Regions from separate parts of the Mus musculus genome. Here region 2 is linked to region 1. Evidence: chromatin contacts called from public promoter capture Hi-C data. All regions are on one chromosome and are shown on one strand. Each heading gives the region's core, a stretch centred on a gene start, on an enhancer-like site or on the middle of the called end of the contact. The rest is flanking DNA. Distances are from core to core; before and after follow the strand shown. Region 1 holds the start of Enpp2 (ectonucleotide pyrophosphatase/phosphodiesterase 2). Region 2 holds the start of Mrpl13 (mitochondrial ribosomal protein L13).

Region 1 (5,161 bases), core at 1,724-4,223:
AGAATACTCCCCTGCTGGAGCGCCCCAGCTTGTCATTGAGAGATGGAAAGTTAAAGTCCAGTGAACACTATTAGTAATAGATTAAAATTAGATTATGAATTAGGTCCAGCCGTTCGACATGTGAGGCACTGACAATCAAGTCACTGTCGTTTATTCTTATGTTTTCCTAAATGTGGTCCTTGCATGGCTTGTATCAGAACAAACCATTGTGTCCTTCTTGTCTGTCCCCTAAAGTCTCCTTTCTTCTCTTACCCCTTAGAACCAGTGGAGTAGAATCTCGGGACAAGGCATACATATCACATTTTAATACCTGCTCCTCAGGGGGATCCTTATGGGCCATAACGTTGGAGACTAGAGTGTTCTTGAGGCCAAGTTGCTTACCAGGTATTTACAGGGTTAGGGTTTTCTCTGCCAGAGGGCAGTGTTCTCTGAAATATGCTGGGTTCATAAGCCACACTGGACGTTTACAGCTTTTTTTCGCCCCTATATTCTTTTTGCTGTATTGAGCCAGCCAGCGATGTGTGTCAAAACCTTAAACACAATAACAGGTGAGCTTTATTTCTTTTGAAATATTTTGTACTGTAGTCTAGTATTTTAGGTGGATTTTTTTTGACCTATTGTCTACATTACCAGGCTCAGAGTTTTCTTTATTTGAGATAATGAGAGTTAATTGTGTTTTACAGTTGATTCGATGCCAAGATAAGGCTATCCTCCTGACTGCCTAATCTATAATGATTACCTTGTAGTAAAAATCTGCTTGCTTTCTGTCTTGCCCAGCAGCCCTGTTGGGGGTGGAGACATGAGAATTGCTGAGGACTTCTGGCTGCTAGCCTGGCTCGGGCTTCAGTGAGACTCCCTATTTCAACAGAATAAGGGACAGAGTAATAAGGAAGGACACTCAAAGCCCTTCTGTGGCTTCCACACATGGAAAGCACATATACCTTCATATACATATGCACATATAAAACACACACACACACAATTTGCTTAACTATAGCTAGATGGTGTGTATGCATTTAGACACCTGTGTATATTCTTATATGTGTATGTGCATGTTTATGTGTACACATGTATGTGTATGTACATGTGTATGTGTGTGCATGTGTATATTTGTATATATGCACGTGTATGTAGGTGTGTGCATGCTCATGTGTGCATGCTTTGTCCAGTCCCTGATGCACAGTGATCTGGGTGAAAATACAATTCTTTGGCAGAATGGCTCACAGAAACAGTGGCTCATCTTGATCCTTTTCGATCAATGGGTAATCCAGTGCTGTACAGATCATGATATACGTGACCAACTTGCTCTCACGCTTTGTGGCCCCCTCTCTCCTGCACAGCTAGTTTGCTTTCCATAAAAATAAAACAACAAAATACAAAATGATCTTCAGTTTCTGAGCTGTATTTTTTTTTCCTTCCAAGGAGAGCCTAGGTTTTCTTAGAGATGGGTTTCTATGTCAGAGAAAGTCTCAAGTTTCTGGGACCTACAGGCTGGGGAGGCTGGAGAGAAAAGGAGGCCATTTGTTTTCAGATCCTCTGTAGCATGCAGGGTACACTGAAATAACAGTGCAGACCCAATGATTTCCTTTTGGTTTACAGATTTCCCTGAGAACAGCAGATTTGCATCTCGAGATGGAATATATAGTAGAAAAACCTTACATGGGGTTAACATCTTTTAGAAGCCTTGCTAAATAATGAACTCCAGATCAGTTTAGCTTGGCATACAGACTAAAGCAAGAGGCTTGTAGATAAATTCATAGCCTGCCCGCTCTGCGAGAGTCCAAAGCTAAGAGGATCCTAGAAGAGCCACTGAGTGTCTGGCAGTGTCTCTTCTTCTTTTCAATGAGCTGTTTACTAAATTCTAGAGTTTCTAATGAAACCCAGGCTTACTCTGCGATCCACGTAAACAAGCTCTTGGCTTTTGTGCTATCGGGTTTTATGCGAGCAGAGCCACGGGGGCTTCCTTTAAGCAGTTGCTGCCTGGAAGGTTCCTGTTTGTTTACGTATGCACATATGTGCTCTGCAAGAATGATCGTCAAGGGGCCCGGTAGGGGAAAGCCAAAAACAAGCCTCCCCTCATTTGAATCCTAAAGGCATATAATATGGAAACGACTTTCCGATTTAGAGGCTTCTAAATTTGGTGTGGTTGCCAAGTTGCAAAATTGCTTAGGATAGAAGCTTCAACACACACAAGAGCCTCCCGGGACAGTCTCTTCAAAGGAGATGCGCATTTGACAGGAATTCTTGCAGCCATTGCCACTTTCAAGCTAAATTCAAGGCTAATGAAGCTCCCTCCCCTACTGTCCTTTATGCCTGCGTCCTACCCCACCCCCACTCCACAGACAAGCTGACTTTTGTCAGGAATGGGTAGAGACTGGAATGATATTGTCTGTTTCTCATACTCAGAAGGGCTTTATGCAGCTTAAGCTGGCAGCCCCAGTATTTTGATAAAAGTTACTAGTGTAAAATTTAACAACATGAAGGGAAAATAATGTTATCTCTCGTGTGAGTTGCAATTTTGGAAGCTCCCATTGTGTGAAGCTCCCAAGGAATCAGAAGTAGCTGACAATGTATTTATATAGATACAGGGTCATTCCAACTGCCAGAAAAATAAACAAATGGTAAAGACAGAGATTTGTTTGGTTTATAAATTGTACCCCCCCCCCTTGTTTAAAAAAAAAACCCTGAAGTTGGGGGGTTGAGGGCATCAAATAACTACATAGTAAACGCTTCGAGCTGATGGGAAATTCTGGGCAGCTCTGATTCATTTTTATCGGATAAAGTACATTTGGTTTCTCTTTTGACAAACCATGTATTTGAGAGGGAAGAAAAAAAAAATCGAACATGCACTGTTATTGGCCACAGCTACACAAGAAGTCCTCCGGTTGCCAAAGGATACCACATGAAAGTGTCTGTTCAAGGGGAGGGGCCGGTCGGGGGGTGGGGCCAAGAAGGATGTTGCCTTAAGCCTCTTCTGCTCAGAGTTGCAATTTGTGAACCAACTGTGATGAAATCGAGCTCTGCACGAATCAGATGCGCCTGTCAACTTCCCAGGTGGGATTGCTTGGAGTTAACAGCCTGAACGCAGAGCCCCGAAAGCAGAGCATTCAGGGCAAGCAGAGAACACCCTGCAGAGGTTTTCCAAGAATCCCTCGGCATGGCAAGACAAGGCTGTTTCGGGTCATACCAGGTAGGAGGATGGTACGGTGACTAGCGAGGTGCCGAATCTCTCCGATCACTACCATTTGAATTCGATTTTTTTTCTTTTTTCTTTTTCCTTGTTCAAATTCAGACATCATCTGAGAATGCCTTTCCGAATTGGCAGGATTCGGGTTGTTAGGGTCATCTGAACTGCTTCCATGCACTTTGAATGCATCTAATCTAGTTGTGTTTGACAACTTGATCTCCTTATCCCCTTAGGTAATATCCTTGTTCACTTTTGCCATCGGCGTCAATCTCTGCTTAGGATTCACAGCAAGTCGAATTAAGAGGGCCGAATGGGATGAAGGACCTCCCACAGGTAAGAGTATCCGTTATTAGCAGTTTTGTTTCTTTAACAGTACTGTGCAGGGCGATACATTTAGCCCAAGGTGAGAATAGGTTATCGCTTTAATGTTGGAGAAGGATGGGGCTGACAGGTTCCACGTGGTGGTACAGAGGGTTGAGACGGCTGTGTTGTGTAAAGTACATTATTTGCTATCAGAAAGTTCTATCCTAGGAATGAGAAAAAAGGAAGTTAAAAAAGGCAATAAACTTTTTTTTTTAAAAGTGAAACTAGAAATTTATTTATAACTTTGGGACTAAGATTTACTGAGACTAGGGGAACCCTCAAGGTGAGTTTAGAGAGGAGATCTGTGATCGCTGTGTTTCCTTCTGGAAGAAGGCAAGGTGAGTTTTCGGAGCTGACTTAACTAACACAGCTGGAGTGAATGGGGCTCCTTTGCAGTGGGCTGTACCCAGCGGAGTGGGGCTTCATAAAGGAACGTTTGTGCAGGCTGAGGGGGCCTAGCTGACCTGGTCTTAAGCAATGGCTTGGTTAATTTCCTGGAAATTGGAGCTGCTGATGGTTTCAGAATTAAAAATTGCATTCGAAATGACAGGTACTCTAGGGGGCAATATTTTCTTCCCTTTCTCTGACATCACAGTATGTCTTCTGTCTCCCCGGGAATTTGGTGTTTCTCTGTGTTTCTTGATTGGCACTCTATGAAACACCACCTGCCTTTATACCACCATAAATGTGTATTATTAAATGAGGCATAGTGGAATACTGAATCTTCCACATGGCAAGTTATCTGACTTAGGCTTGAGAAGAAGGTTGAAGGTACAGTAGGTGATGAGGGTGAAGGAGCTGCAGTGTGTTTTGGAGAAAGAATGTGAAAACAGATCTTAAAAAACTGTGGCCCCGGGGAGCCTGAGGGACAAAACTGCATTGTGTTTCTTTGGGGAGAGAGGAGAGGGATTGCTGGGCCAGAAGAGAAGGCTGTTTTTATTGGAGGCAAACACTGTCTTCAAAGCCTTCTTTTTGACCCTCGCTAAGGCTGATTGTGACAGGGGACTAGGTCCTTGGCCTGAGCATGCAGCTCTGACAGCCCATGGCCGGGTCTTTCCACTGTGCGGAAAAGGAACCAATTTTCTGCTTTCTTTAAATGATAGTGGCAGGAATCGATGCTGTTTCTTTGATGACTGCATTATTTTCAAACTTGGCCATTATTTTTTTTTTTGGACTATGGATCATCAAAGTACCAGCCTGGGACCCTGAGTCCATATTAATAAGTGCTCCTTTCACAGGCAAGTCACTTGTAATGCCTCAGCCCTCAGCAATGAGCATCAGTTTAGAAGACTTTATCTTCTAGATTGTTAAAAATAAAATAATAAAAAAACATTTCCTCCATCCTGTTTCATCTCCTATTAAATGTGTGTGATCTCTACCAGAAAATGTGAAAAGTATGGATTAAATGTATTAGTCCCTGAAAACACTGCTCATATAATAAACTACTTCCATATGTTGTAGGGAATAGATACAAGACAAGTAATGTCAATATTACTTCTGGAAACTAGTCTAGTCTACAGTACTGCTGATCAATTAGATAGCGTTAGACCTACTACAGAGTACTGCTTCTTGACTTGTTAATGGAATCAGTATCTGGAGCCTTAGGGTGTA
Region 2 (5,161 bases), core at 1,226-3,725, 640 kb before region 1:
AGAGCAAGCAACCCCACCCACTGAGCCATTAAAAACCAACAAGAGTTTTTAATTAGCTTTGATAGGAATGTTACAGGTCATGGAACAATTCTACTGTCTAATTGATTATTGAACTGGGATGGTCTTGCATGCCTTCAGTACACATCACTTGCAGAGTTCTGCATTACTGTACAAAAGGGGTGTCTTATAAGAAACCCTGTCCTTCCAAGCAGAGTGAATACTTTCATGAGAACCCAGTCTAGAATGTTTTAAAGAATTCGCTAAACTTTACCAACTTCAGAAATTAATAAGAGTACCATTAGAACGTGGACAACAGGCTAGTACAGTGCCTACATACTGGAAATCAATCCTTAGTGGTGAGAGCTGCCCCCGAGACTAGAGGTTCTCCAATAAGGAAGGGAGCCGATTATAACAGAATCATGAGAGCTGCAGCTCTCAAAAGGAGGCTATTTTTTCCTGCCAACTATAGACACTTCCTTCAGCTTGTAGGATCTGATCTGTCTCCATATTCATATTTTCTGGGCCTTAAAGGATATTATCAGATGGAGAAGTAAAAGAGAAGAAAATTATCAAATACATTTACAAATAGATATATTTGTAAAGTACCAATAGAACTAAAAGTAGGGAAGATTTCTTGCCCCCCCCCCAAAAAAAAAAGTAGTGAGAACTTCAGAAAGTCAAAGCAGATGACTCAAAGCTGTTTTTGCTTTAAGAGAATCAGTAAAATAGACAGGAAAACAACACCCACATGTGGTAAAGAAGGCAGAGTGGGAGCTGTAACGGGTTGTCTTTACTCAAGACAAGAACCCTTCCACAAGCAGGGCAGTGGTGGCACATGCCTTTAATCCCAGCACTTGGGAAGACAGAAGCAGGCAGATCTCTGTGAGTTCAAGGCCAGGCCGGTCTACAGATAAAGAGTTCCAGGAGAGCAAGGGTTATATGGAAGCAAAACTCTCACAATGGGAACCCAGAATAACTTTTATAAAAACTTACAACATTCAAATATCAGGAAGGAATAGTAATGTAGTTGAGGTTTTCTTTAAGATACCCCCATAGCCCTGTGCCTCTCAAGTCAACAAGTCTTTCTTGTACTCCTAGGTTATCAAACTGACTGATTTCCAAAAAAATGCTGTGTCAGACTTTGGGGGTGGGGGGTGGTGGTGGATAGGAGAGGAATTTCATTACCATTACACTTCTGTACTTACCAGGGAATGTACTGTCATCTGGATGGATTGAATCGCTGATGCTTCTCTTCAAGAGGTGATAAATATTGGTTGCGGTCAAATCTATAAAAATAAAGACCTGACTCAGTCATCTAACTCAAGAGTTAACATAATCTAGGGCCTGTTTCCATTTCACTATCAGAGGATCTGAAGGCCAGTAAGTTGTAGACAGAATACATGTTGACCAAGTCTATTCAAGTGCTGACACCGCAGAGAAAACAGCCAAGTCTCCTCATTTGTATATGCTAATCAGTAACAAGAAATCAAAACTTCCTTCCAAAAGAAGTATATACGAACTATATACATTTCTTCCTAAAAATGTCTGCTTAATCAAAACAAGGAAAACGTAATATTGAGATTAGTCAAGTACGCCAAAAAAGCAATGCAGCTAAAATCTTTTAAAGCTGGTCATTTCTCTTTTTTTAGTGTGGAATGTTTCCTTCATAGAATGTAAAACTCAGATCTGCAGAACCTATCATTTCTTTCTGTGCTTTCTTCAAGGTGGTAGGAACGCCAAGGGACACTTCTTTCTGCAAGCATACCTTCCCTAAAAGCAAAAATTCGATGACTATGCCACCAGAAGATTCAACCAGGCAAATATTCAGTTCACCAAGCACTTGGGACACTGGCATCTAATACCCACAACTTTATATCTTTTCCATTGACATACTACTGCTCAGTTCTTATAGAAACTACTTCAGAGAGTTAGTTGCACGTTCCCGGGACCATTCGACCTATGCGCCTCCCTCCGGGATTTCATCAGAAACTCAAATCCTTCGCTTCCCCGCCGCCGGTCGTTCCCGCCTCTTCTCCGCCCAGAGCTTACCGGGCTGTTTGTCGGTGCTCTCCAGGGATGTCGCCTCAGTGCCAGGCTCGATCTCCCCACCCGCCACGGATCGAAACTTCCCTTCCCTCCAGGTGACCAGCAGCAAGTACCGATCCATCCTCTTCGCGCCCGGACTCAGTGTTAGGTCTCAAAAGAGCCGCGCGCAACGTGCACTTCCGGTTTCCTGCCGCTCAGGTTGGCTGCAAAATAATGTCCTACGTCGGTTTTCCCGCCAATTATTGTGGGAAATTATTCTCTCAGGAGCCACACTCTCTGCTCCTCTCATAACGAAACCGCTACCGGCGGGGACCCGAGTGTGGCGGGGAAGCAGATGAGCGCACGCGACGGCAGTAGGAACCTTCATGCTCGGGTGTCTGTGTTTCCCGCCGGACCCGTGGTGCTGGTTCCCCGGCGGGGCGGGTGCAAAGTAAAGGACGCCGCGGGTCGGAGAGCATGTCCAGCTTCTCTAGGGCGCCCCAGGTGAGTTTGCGCGTTTCGGGCAGGATAGTGTGCTCAGTACGCTGGCGAAAATGAAGAGCAGTGTTCACAGGGATTTAGTGCAGAAGCTGAGCTTTCAGGGAAGCTGACACCCGTACCCAAGAAATGCTTTAGGAGTCACTTACCAGAGGGTTGTGAGTCTGCCTACCACTTGATATCTTTGTTTTGGCTCCTTTCTCTCCTCAGTCTGCCCCTTTCGTGTCTTTTGTTCCTTGCGGAAAGAGAGCTAAAGTGAAATAATAGGTTGAATGACGTGGGGCAGTAAAAACCACTAAAAGATGTTTATTTTTGTTTAGTACAGTAGGGGAGGGGGAAGGGAAGGTGTGGAGCTGTAGCTGATGTAGCGTAGCATGCCTGGGTTCCATCCCCAACACCGCATAAACCTGGAATTATGGTGCACGCATGTTATCCTAGCACTTGGGAGGTGGAGGGAGAAAGATCCGAAGTTCAAGGCCAGCCTTCTCCGATACTTAGTGAGCTTGAAGTCAAGCCTGCGCTGCTTAAGACTGTTTATAAAGAATGAAGACCTGTTGTAGAGTTTTGACCTAGAAGTCTTAGGCATCAGAAGGATCAAGCAAGCACTCAAGCCGCCAGGTGGAAGATAAACTGTTCACAGATGGGAGATCTTTGAAGGGCTAAAGGGAGAATTCAGTTAGAATTCTATTTTAGTGTACCACACAAAATACTCATTTTACAAGTCAGGCTGAAACATTGGAGTTCTAAGAAGTCCACAATATATATTAAAGATTTGAATGTGGGTGTAAAGAGAAACAAGAATAACTTTTAAGAATTCTGGTTTGGGCAACCGGAAGGCTGACTCATAGGGAATACTGAAACTGAAGCAGATTCTAGATAGAAGAGAAAGAATTAGTTTCTGATATGTTAATCCAAGACAACTCCTAGCCTAACACTACTTGAAGTACATTTCCTTTAAATGTAGTTGTTACCTGTCTATAATCAGGTAAATAACAGATGTGAATATTTAAAACTTTGACAGCAAGTTGACATGTGGCAGTATTTCTATTATTTATCAAGCTTTTTTAAAGTATTAGTTCACATGGAATGTGGTAAACTTGTCTTTTGCGTATGCATAGGCTAGTTTAAAATTTAGGATAACTAATATGAAACCACAAGCTTATAAGTGTATTTTTCTAGCATATAATCCTTGTGTATATGCATATGAAAGTACCTGGACAAGATCTTTCTGGAATAGAGATAATTTCCTTAGTTTGGAGGCATTGAAGACAGTGATTTTATCAGATGACCTAAAGATGTCTTGGAAGACAGGCCTGTAATACCAGCTATTCTAGAGAATGAAGTGGGGATAGTTGTAATTTCAAGCCTTTGGCGGGTACAGGGTGAACTCGAGGCTAAGCTGAGTAACTTGGTGAGACTCTTGTCTCAAAAGCATGAAAGGGGTTAGTGATGGGTCTCAGTGGTAGAGTGCTTGCCTGGTTTCTCAGTTCTCACACACACATAGACATACTGAATCTAAGCTATACTGCTCTGATTGCATAGTTGTGTTTAGCTCTCCTAGAACTGAGTTCTTGAATAATCTTCAGTTGGCAGTTGGCCACTCAGCTTTCTGTGTAACATGCCTTACTATCTTAATGCCATAACAAGAAAAGACCTCAGAACTGGTAATGGAAACAAATTACACACCCACACAAACTAGTGATAGTCTGTTTTTCAAAGTAATTGCTGGCATTAGTTATAGAATACCCATAATAGTGTATAGTAATGGTTTTAATTGTTTCCATTTTAACTAGAATTTTCTTATTCTCTTTATTTCCTAGCAATGGGCCACTTTTGCTCGAATGTGGTATCTCTTAGATGGCAAAATGCAGCCCCCTGGCAAACTTGCGGTTATAGCATCCAACAAACTGCAAGGATTAAATAAACCAGTGTACCATCAGCTGAGTAAGTACTGCCTTAGATCCGTCATGGGCAGCCGTGCTTTACAACTCCAGAATAGGAACTTCATGAGGTTTCACGGGACTGTGTTCAAGGGCTCCTTTCTGCGTGTATATAAAGATTCTCTATTCTATTCCTTCTGGAAGACCTCATCAGGTGCTAAACTGAATTTGATGGTGTGTGTGTGTTTTAAACAGTCCCATTTGATACTATTACTAAACAAAAACCCACCAGTAACCTTACTTGCACTCCAGTGCTGTCCTGATTTCCACTGTAAATTGAGTTTCCCTTCTTCCACTAGTCTCTTCTCATGACGACATGCCTTTGAGTGGAGAGGTTTTAATAGATGTTGCCTATTTTCTAAAATTTTTCCCCTGGGAAGGTAGAGCCAGCTTGATGTGATAAGTTGCCTTTCACTCTTGAATTGAAGATTTGTTTCTGTATGCTGTTTATAAAATAAACTTTTCATTCTAGAAGAGTTTTGCTTGTAGGCATTTCGACATGACCTTTTACTGAGGCATTTTCCTGTCATATCCAAATTTTCCTCACACTGAAATGTGGACACATCCTAGTGTGCAGTCTTTGGACCTCTTCTCATTCATTAAGTTGCTGATTTCTGCCTCAGATCTCTAAAACCTATGTGTATGATAATACTTCCATATGCCCGTCTCTGTTTTTGACCTGTATGCTGAACTCTGAA

The links. Capture Hi-C pulls out chosen DNA fragments and counts their contacts.
Region 2: a contact with region 1 is called in a promoter capture Hi-C map of adipose tissue. The contact joins the promoter of Mrpl13 here to the promoter of Enpp2 in region 1. A contact is called at or near these places in 2 of 115 datasets of contacts at active chromatin or transcription factors (T-cell acute lymphoblastic leukemia and bone marrow-derived macrophages) and 1 of 9 other capture datasets (adipose tissue).

What each region holds. Positions count from the first base shown.
Region 1 is chr15:54,917,958-54,923,118 of GRCm38.p6, reverse strand. It overlaps Enpp2 (ectonucleotide pyrophosphatase/phosphodiesterase 2), which reads left to right and starts at 2,973. Exons shown (of 25, transcript NM_015744.4): 1 at 2,973-3,190; 2 at 3,421-3,520. The coding sequence starts at 3,158.
Region 2 is chr15:55,554,626-55,559,786 of GRCm38.p6, reverse strand. It overlaps Mrpl13 (mitochondrial ribosomal protein L13), which reads left to right and starts at 2,475. Exons shown (of 7, transcript NM_026759.3): 1 at 2,475-2,529; 2 at 4,344-4,467. The coding sequence starts at 2,503. Mtbp (Mdm2, transformed 3T3 cell double minute p53 binding protein) reads right to left here and starts at 2,379. Exons shown (of 22, transcript NM_134092.3): 1 at 2,050-2,379; 2 at 1,206-1,286. The coding sequence starts at 2,167.